Regions from separate parts of the Sus scrofa genome. Here region 2 is linked to region 1. Evidence: chromatin contacts called from public Hi-C data. All regions are on one chromosome and are shown on one strand. Each heading gives the region's core, a stretch centred on a gene start, on an enhancer-like site or on the middle of the called end of the contact. The rest is flanking DNA. Distances are from core to core; before and after follow the strand shown.

Region 1 (4,279 bases), core at 703-3,202:
TTATGCTCCAGTTAGACTGAATTTCTTTCTGTTCTCCTATAGCAGAAACCAAACCACTTGAGGTCCTCTTAGAGGGAACTTCTCTCCTCCTCCTCACCTGGCCAATACCTATTTATTTTTTCATGCCTCACTTCCTCTGGAAAACCTTCCCCAACCCTTCAAATCTGGGTCAGGTACCCCTCCACAGGGGAGCCTTGCAAAATAGTACAGGTGGTAAAACTATTTCACCACAGCACAGGGCACTGGAATCAGCTGCCTCCTCTGTCTGTATTCATTCCACCCTTTAGATTATAAAATCTAGACAGGGACTATCCTTTACCTTGCTCACCACTGAATCTCCAACAGTGCTTGGAAGGAATTCAATTTACTTTTAACAAGTGAATGGGAGTTCTCTGGTGGACTAGCAGTTAAGGACTCAGTGTTGTCACCGCAACCTTGGGTTTATCCTGACCTGGGAACTTCCGAGTGCTATGCCATGGCCAAAAAAAAAAAAAAAAAAAAAGGATAAAATAAAACAAAAACAAGTGAATGAATGTTTACTTCAAAAACAAAACAAGACCAGACTCTGGAGCTGATTCTCTCAAAAGACTGTTTCTTCAAAGGTAAGCAGAGTTGGTAGAAGAAAGTGACTAACAGATATGTGTTTTAAAATATTTGGGGAGTTCCCATCGTGGCACAGTGGTTAACGAATCTGACTAGGAACCATGAGGTTGCGGGTTCCATCCCTAGCCTTGCTCAGTGGGTTAAGGATCCGGCGTTACCATGAGCTGTGGTGTAGGTCGCAGACACGGCTCTGATCCCGTGTTGCTGTGGCTCTGGCATAGGCTTGGCAGCTACAGCTCTGATTAGACCCCTAGCCTGGGAACCTCCATATGCAGCGGGAGCGGCCCTAGAAAAGTCGAAAAGACTAAATAAATAAATACATACATACATACATAAAATACCTGGGTAAAGTCTTAATGCTCTGAAAATGTCCATACATTCCAATTAATAACACTTCTAAAGCACTGGACCCTTTAGTGGAAATCATTACTAAGTAGCAGTTCGTACTAATAGTGGACCCGCTCCTGCCAGCCTATTTTCAATCAATCTAACAGACTTTTCACGATTACCATTATCTATTTTCTACTAGTTTTATCTTCAGTATCAGTATTAAGAGTGCATAACGTAAAAGCAATATCTAAAAAGGAGAGACTGGGAGGGAGAGAACCCTTTAATAAAATGAGGCCATACGTGCTATTTTCTACCAATTATCACTACATGTTCTCCCCTAAGAACAGCAAAGAGGCCGCAGGTGACCCTCCCCGCCCCTAGAGAAGCAACTCCGTCGCGAACACTAGAACACCCGGGCGCCCCCCGCTTCATTTACATAGGACCCTCCCACCCGATCCCCCCCATCGAGGCCCTCCTGGCGGAGTCCCCAGGAGCGATCAGGCCCCCACCCACGCCCAGTCGCGCGTTGCCGCCCACCTCACAGTACAGGAGTTCCGTGCCGGGTTCCTGCTGCCCCGCGATCCGGCAGAACACGCACTTTCTACTGTAGCCCTCGCGCTCCGATGACTCTGCGGCGACCGTGGTGGTCCCCGCTGGAGACCCCGAGGTGTCTGCAGTCGCTGCTGCTTCAAGGCGTGCACATGACTTCGCAAAATCGCCTTCCCACTCCTCCGCCATCTCTGCCCCCGCGCGGCTCAAAGCCTCAGGCTTCTCCCGGACAGCGGGGCCCACGTAGAGTTCCCCTCCTGCACCTCCTCGATTTCACCTCGAGGCGTCGCCTCTAGCCTGGCGCTTGGCGAGTCAGCGCGTTGGGCGCCCGCGCAGTTGGAGGCTGACGCCAGAGCTAGAGCGACTCTCGGCGGAGCTGCAAAGCCATAGGCTGTGGCCCACACGCCAGCAACCACGAGGGGGCGTGAGAGGGCGCGACCGGCAGGAGCCGGAGGCCTTGGCGGCAGTCGCCCCGCCCCTTGCGTCTCCCTGGTAACAGCGCACGACGTCCCCCAAAACGCAGACTCGCGCCGCACGTCACAGTGACCGCACCGGCGCGCGGTATCCTGGGTCCAGAAGGAACTTGGCAGTTTTCAGCGTCGTTTCGCAGAACCCTGTAACGTATAAGGTGTCCCGGAGTGAATTATGATGTCGTAAGAAAAAGTTTTTTAAAACTTAGGATTTAAGAGAATGAACAAAATTTCCAGAACTTTGTTTCAACTCAGATCATATTTGAAGCTTTGTTTATGCATTTTCAGCCAGGATAATTTTGGGTGCTAAGCTCAAAATATGAAACTGAACGTCACCTCTGTCTTTGCCTTTTTTTTTTTTTTTTTAAGGGCCGTAGCTACGACTTATGGAATTTCCCAGGTTAGGGCATTGGTCTTCTGTTGTTGTAAACAGCACCAACTAGATCAAAATAGTGGGCTTTAATCTCATTCTTCATACCCAGGAAATTCGGAATCCTATAGTTTATAGTCCGAAATATTCCAGAAATTCACTGCGAGTGCTTTTTTTTTGCCTCACTTGGACAACTGCAATATCTTTCAGACTCTTTTCCCTCCTTGATTTTTCTGCCACTTGGACAAAAATCCTGTGTTTCCAACCTGGGTTCCTGGACTCCTCACTCAGTAGAAATTGCTAAGAGGCCAGATAAGAAATTCGGGCATGACTTTACTGGGGCTGTGCTATAGTGCACCAGAGAGGGAAAACAAGAAACAGGTTTCCTTGCATGCTCCCTGGGGTGCACAGGGCAAGCTGGTTCCTTAAATGTGATGAGGATAGGGGTGAATACATGAGTCTGGCCAGAAGGATGGCTCACGTGGTCTTCCCATCCCTTTAGTGGTGCTTTGTGTAGCCGTCTTGCACAATAACCTGCTTTTGCTCCCTTTACCTCAGAGGTGGCAGTTGGGTTTTTGGTCTTTTTGTTTATTGTTTTTTTTACAATTTGCCCCAGCGGTAGAGGCACAGTTGTTTTTAGTCCCTTATAGTTTCTTTGTAGTTTGTTGCTCAGGAAATGTTTGGGGAGAAGTTTTGTCCAGGTATAAGCACTGCAACAAAGGGTCCCAGGTCCAATCCCTCTCACCTGCAGTAACTATCTAGCCTGAAAAAGTACCAGCTCCTTAGCTTGACATTCAAGGTGGACTCTGATTTAACCTCAGCTTTTCATTTTGTAATACTTAGCATTTTCTGAATGCCTAAAACATGCCATGATTTTCTCTATCAGAACAAGTAAGGTTGGTTTTATAATTCCTGCTACAGAGATGAAGAAACAAACTTGAAAGATTTGTCTAATACCATACAATAATTATTGGTAGCGATGGAATTCAGATAAGGGTTTGTGTAACTACAGAATTCATCAGCCTTTTGAACACGGGATTCCTTTTATTAACACTGCAAACTTTCTTAGACTAGCTCATCATAGTAGTTCTACACTTGGTATTTATTGATTTAGAAAGTATATAACAGTGTTCTATTATGAATTCAGTAGCGTTTTTGAAGGAATTTATGTTATATTAATCAAAAGCACTAATGTGTTTTTAAATTAGTTGTAATATGTGTTTAAGACATTTGTCAGTCTTTTTATATTTTGCCAGTATTTTGGAAAAGCACTGTAACAGCTTCATAGTCCTTCAGGAGTCCAAGGCAGGATTCAGAATCAGTACATTACTTTGCTCAACTTAAGCATCCAATGTTTCCGTGTGTGTAGCACACTTTCACTTCTTTCTGCTTTTATCTACACTCTCCCCTCTGAAATATGCTTTCTTCTCTTTCTGCACATCCAAATTCCATCTTCCAAGCCACTCCTCAAGTGTTTCCTCCTTCATGAAATTTTCTTTACTTAATCAAACTGAAACATTTCCTCTTGTGAATTCACTTAGCAATTTTTCAATACTTTTCTTACAGAACTTATCACTTTGTAATGTATACTCTTTGTGTGCATATTTTTCTTACTGGAAATTATGTTCCTTGATAAAAAGAGCAAGTTCTTAGCATCTCCTGTAGCACCTAGTACAGTGCTTTCCATGTAGTTGTCTAATGAACCAAAGACTGATTAGGAGTAAGGCAGCTGCATAGGAGTATTCAGGTTGTCCACTGTACAAGAACATCACAATTAAGAATGTCCTAATTGACATCGTAAGACATGTATTAATATATATAAAAGCACAGACAGGCCTGGAGATTCCAGACCTCTTGGCCAAGTTCTGGAGCAGTGGAAAGTTGACTCGTACAAAAACCCACATTGGCTGCATATGGACACACACACATACTCAGGAAACCATTCATCTGTATACTG
Region 2 (4,279 bases), core at 545-3,044, 620 kb after region 1:
TAGAAATGCCAAAAAGACAAAAATAAAAAGTAAATAAATAAATAAAAACCCCTCAGAGTTCCTGTTGTGGCTCAGTGGTAATGAAACCAACTAGTATTCATGAGGATGCAGGTTCAATCCCTGGTCTTGGCCAGTGGGCTAAGGATCTGGCATTGCCCAGAGCTGTGGTGTAGGTTGCAGACACAGCTCAGATCCCACGTGGCTGTGGCTGTGGCATAGGCCAGCAGATGCAGCTCCAATTCGACCTTAACTTCCATATATCTTTCCTAAAAAGACCAACAACAACAACAACAAAACAAACAAACAACCTCTCCTGTACTAGTCCCATTCATTTTAAATGAGTTGCAATATTTACTCCTGTTCTCTCTAGAACCATCTCCAGGTAGGATTCTGCTTGCCCAACAGACTGAATCTGTTCTTATCAAGGTCAGCAGTGACACTGAATTTGCTTGGTCCTTATATAACATTGACTTTGTTGATCACACTCCTTTCTTGAAATATTTTCACTTGGCCTTTGAGACACAACTATCTCTTAGTCCCCTACCAACATCACTGGCTACTTCTTCCTGGTCTCCCAAACTCTAAATGTTGTCTGGCCTGACAGCTAAGGCTGCAGACATCTTCTTCCTCATCCACTTTCTCACAAGGTGGTCTCATCCAGTTTCTTGGTTTTACAAACCATCTCATACACTGATGACACAAAATTGTTACATTTTCCTTGACCTCCACATTTATATCTAATAGGTATCTCAACATGGCCTAAACTAAACTTCTGATTCCTACCCACAACCTATTCTTCCTGCAGTTTTCCCCAGCTGAGTAAGTATCAACTCCATCCTTTCAGCTGGTCAGGCCAAAATGTGTGGAGTCATCCTTCACTCTTCTCTTACCCTTATACCCCATGTTCGATCTGTCACAAATCTTGTTAGTCCTACCTTCAAATTATACTCTCAGTTCAACATCTCACCACCACCACTAGACCACCCTGGACCAAATCAAAATTATCTCCCCGAAGAATTCCTCTAATAGACTCATAATGTGTTTCCCTACTTCCTTCCTCCCTATATCATCCCTTTTCAGTGTTACCCTCTCTCCCTGTCCTTCAGTACGCAGGCCCACTAAGCGCCTTTAAAAGCTGGTGCCCTTGGTTGTTGATGGAATTAACACGGATGGTTGAGACAGGCCCTGACCAACTTTTGGGGTAGCGATTCTTCAGCACTTAAGTGTTAGGGAGGTTGTGAGTTCATCATGGGGTTGGTGTCACTCTCTATCCGATTTATGGTTATCTCCAAAGACCTCTGGCTGTGGCGAGCCCCCAACTCCTCCCAGTACTTTTGTGACGCCTAATTAATGTTTTCCTCCCAAAGTACTTTTCCTGTGACTCTTAAAATGTTTATAGATTAAATGCCTTGAAGCAGAGTTCCTTATCTCTCACCCCAGTCAAACAAGGAGTTGCCAAAAGGCAAGCTTTTGGTGCATTTTGGCATAACGCTTCCCCCGCCCCCGCCACACTCCTCCATCCCCTCTGCCCCTCCCCAAAGAACTGCAATCCCTTTAAAAGTTTTATGGAGTTGAGCAGAGCTAGGAAACAAGTAAAGTACACCTAGATGCTCACGTACAATGTCTGCCATGGATGGTGCAATGCCCAGCGGCAGCCCCCAAGGCCAGGAACGGAGAGGACTGGATACAAGGGTCACGGAAAACCAGAGGGAGGAAAGCAAGGTGGAAGCAAAGGCAGAGAAGGAAGGGGGCGGGGCGGGGGCGGGGCGGGGAGGAGCTTCAGAGGGAGGGGCTTCGGTGGGTGGAGCTTCAAGCGGCTACCATCGCAGCCGGCTCCAACCTGTCGGGATTGGAGGCCGCATGGCTTCTGCTTCCTCCGCTGCGGCCCTTTCGGGCCGCGGGGCCCGGAACCTGTTGCAGTTCCTGCGGCTGGTGGGGCAGCTCAAGGTGAGCGAACGCCGGGAGGATGGTCTGGGGCTCGGATCGCAGCCGTGCGGGGAGAGGCAGGGGCGGGCCTTGGGACAACCAGACTCCCCTCCCCGCCTGGCGCGGCGCCTGCCACTTTCCTCCGTTTTCCCCGCCTCTGGGAGTCGGCAGAGGGAGCCCCTCGAGCTGGATGCGGTCGTGCGTCTGGTTGGGGGGCGAAGGAAGCGAGTCCAAGGAGCTGGCGCGGCCGGGTTGCTGGGGCCCACCCCGGGCTGGCGGGAGTTTGAACCGCGCTGTGCCCTGCGTCGGCCTGGTGCTCGGACTGGGCCGGCCCAGGAGGCCTTTCGAGAGGTTTCTGGAGGGGAGCCGGCGCGGTGATGTGCGGGTACCTCGGTCCTGGCCCCTGTTTGCCCCGAGTACGTTTGGGGCTCAGCGACCCCACAACTGGGCGAGTGGGAAGAACGGGACCCACTGGTCTTGCAGAATTTAAGTGGAATGCCTAAAACCTGTCACACAACCACAGAAATAACAAGACTTTTTCCTCCTTCCTTCCTCCCTCCCTCCCTCTCTTTCTTCCTTCTTCCTTCCGGCGCCTGCTGGCACGTGGAAGTTCCCGGGGCCAGGGGTCGAACCCACGCCACAAGAGCTTTTTTTTTCGTTTGTTTTTAAGCAGAGGATTTTAAGTAGTACACACTAGAGTTACATCACAGGGGTCCTCCCCACCCCCCACGTCCCGCCACAGCCAGTTAATGATTTTGCCGAACTTCTCCAAGTTCAAAGCGTTTTGTTTCATGCTACTATTACTATAGCTTACAAAATTCTTTAGAAATATAAACTCCTGAGGAGAAAATACAGTCTCACAGGATCATATTGGGAGCTGAGCGAAAGGAAGCGTCATGACTGGCGGAAGCAGTTAGAAATACCTTATTCTTTCTGCTTCAGAATTTGGAAGTCTGTCACTTGTTCAAAATCTGAGCTTTCACTGCAGTGTTTTCTACTTGTGTCCAATGGTTGTCTGAAGCAAAACTTAACCAATTCTTGTAGTTTGAAAAAATAAGATACTTTACAGTTTTGTTTTTATGTCTAAGGACTTGTGTATATTCTGTACTTCAGTGCATCCCTAACACAAAATAACTCGACTGTTGGACTTCTGTGTTATACTTGTGAATTATTCTTTCTTCTCTCTCTCTTTATCATTCTCTGACCTCACTGGTTTGTTTAATTCCAGATGTTAATCATTTAGGTCAGTTAAGCATGTTTTGATATGTGCTGAAACCATGACCCTGCCTCTGTGCCCTAGTCCCTGGACTTCTACTGAAGAGCATGGCAGGTGGTTAAAATACCGATTTTTATGAATTTCTTTCTGTTTTTGTCAGAGGGTCCCACGGACTGGCTGGGTATACAGAAATGTCCAGAAGCCAGAGAGTGTATCAGATCACATGTACAGGATGGCAGTTATGGCTCTGGTGACCAAAGATGAACATCTTAACAAAGACCGGTAAGCTGTGAACTTTGGTGCTGTTAGGGTCTGTGAGTATGCATGACTCTTCATGACTAAGACCTGTGTCCAATGTCCAGTTCTTATAGGCTAGTTTATATGTTTAAAAAAAAAATTATTTGAGTCAAACCACAAATGATACAGTTTCAAGATGTAGGAAGGGGAGCTTTATGCTGATTGCTTCATTTGCTGTAAACTGCACTCTGTATTTTCTCTTGGCAAGTGAAAGAGCCTGCCTTGGTCTCAAGGAAACATAAGTGTGATATAAGGGTTTCCTGGGCCTTGAAGGTAAGTGTCTTATATCTAAAAGAGTATTTGTACACTATATACTTTTTTTTTCCTTTCTTTCTTTCTTTCAGGGCCATACCCGTGGCATATGGATGTTCCCAGGTTAGGGGTCCAATCAGAGCTACAGCTGCTGGCCTACACCACAGGCATAGCCACACAGGATCCAAGCCGCATCTGTGACTTACATCACAGCTCATGGCAACACTGGATCCTTTACCCACTGAGCGAGGCCAAGGGATTGAACCTGCAACCTCATGGTTCCTAGTCAGATTCATTTCTGCTGCATCACGATGGGAACTCCATACGCTATATACTTTTATCCAGCCCCTTTTTGAATAGTAGCACTTCTTGGTGAAGTGACTTTGGAGTGGCATGTACAGGAAAGAGCTGAGAAAGAGATAGCCTCTTCCCCTTCATTCAGTCAACACGTGGTTAAAATGCTTTTTTGAGCATTGGTCAAAGTTTCCTGGCAATACAATATAAGATAGTAAATAAAATCCAGATTTATACGGGCCCAAAGTGGCTTCTACACAAAGCACACAATAAAGTATGTTAGAAAGTTACTCT

The links. A called contact is a pair of places that touch in the nucleus more often than the background predicts.
Region 2: a contact with region 1 is called in a Hi-C map of brain, with 6 times the contacts expected there. The contact joins the promoter of HDDC2 here to the promoter of HINT3 in region 1. A contact is called at or near these places in 2 of 5 promoter capture datasets (fetal liver and fetal skeletal muscle), 20 of 47 Hi-C or Micro-C datasets (adipocytes, alveolar macrophages, brain and 14 more) and 2 of 2 datasets of contacts at active chromatin or transcription factors (alveolar macrophages and skeletal muscle).

Annotation. Positions count from the first base shown.
Region 1 is chr1:37,022,251-37,026,529 of Sscrofa11.1, forward strand. It overlaps HINT3 (histidine triad nucleotide-binding protein 3), which reads right to left and starts at 1,953. Exons shown (of 5, transcript XM_001928728.4): 1 at 1,471-1,953. The coding sequence starts at 1,671.
Region 2 is chr1:37,638,834-37,643,112 of Sscrofa11.1, forward strand. It overlaps HDDC2 (HD domain-containing protein 2), which reads left to right and starts at 1,795. Exons shown (of 6, transcript XM_021088683.1): 1 at 1,795-1,947; 2 at 3,303-3,424. The coding sequence starts at 1,861.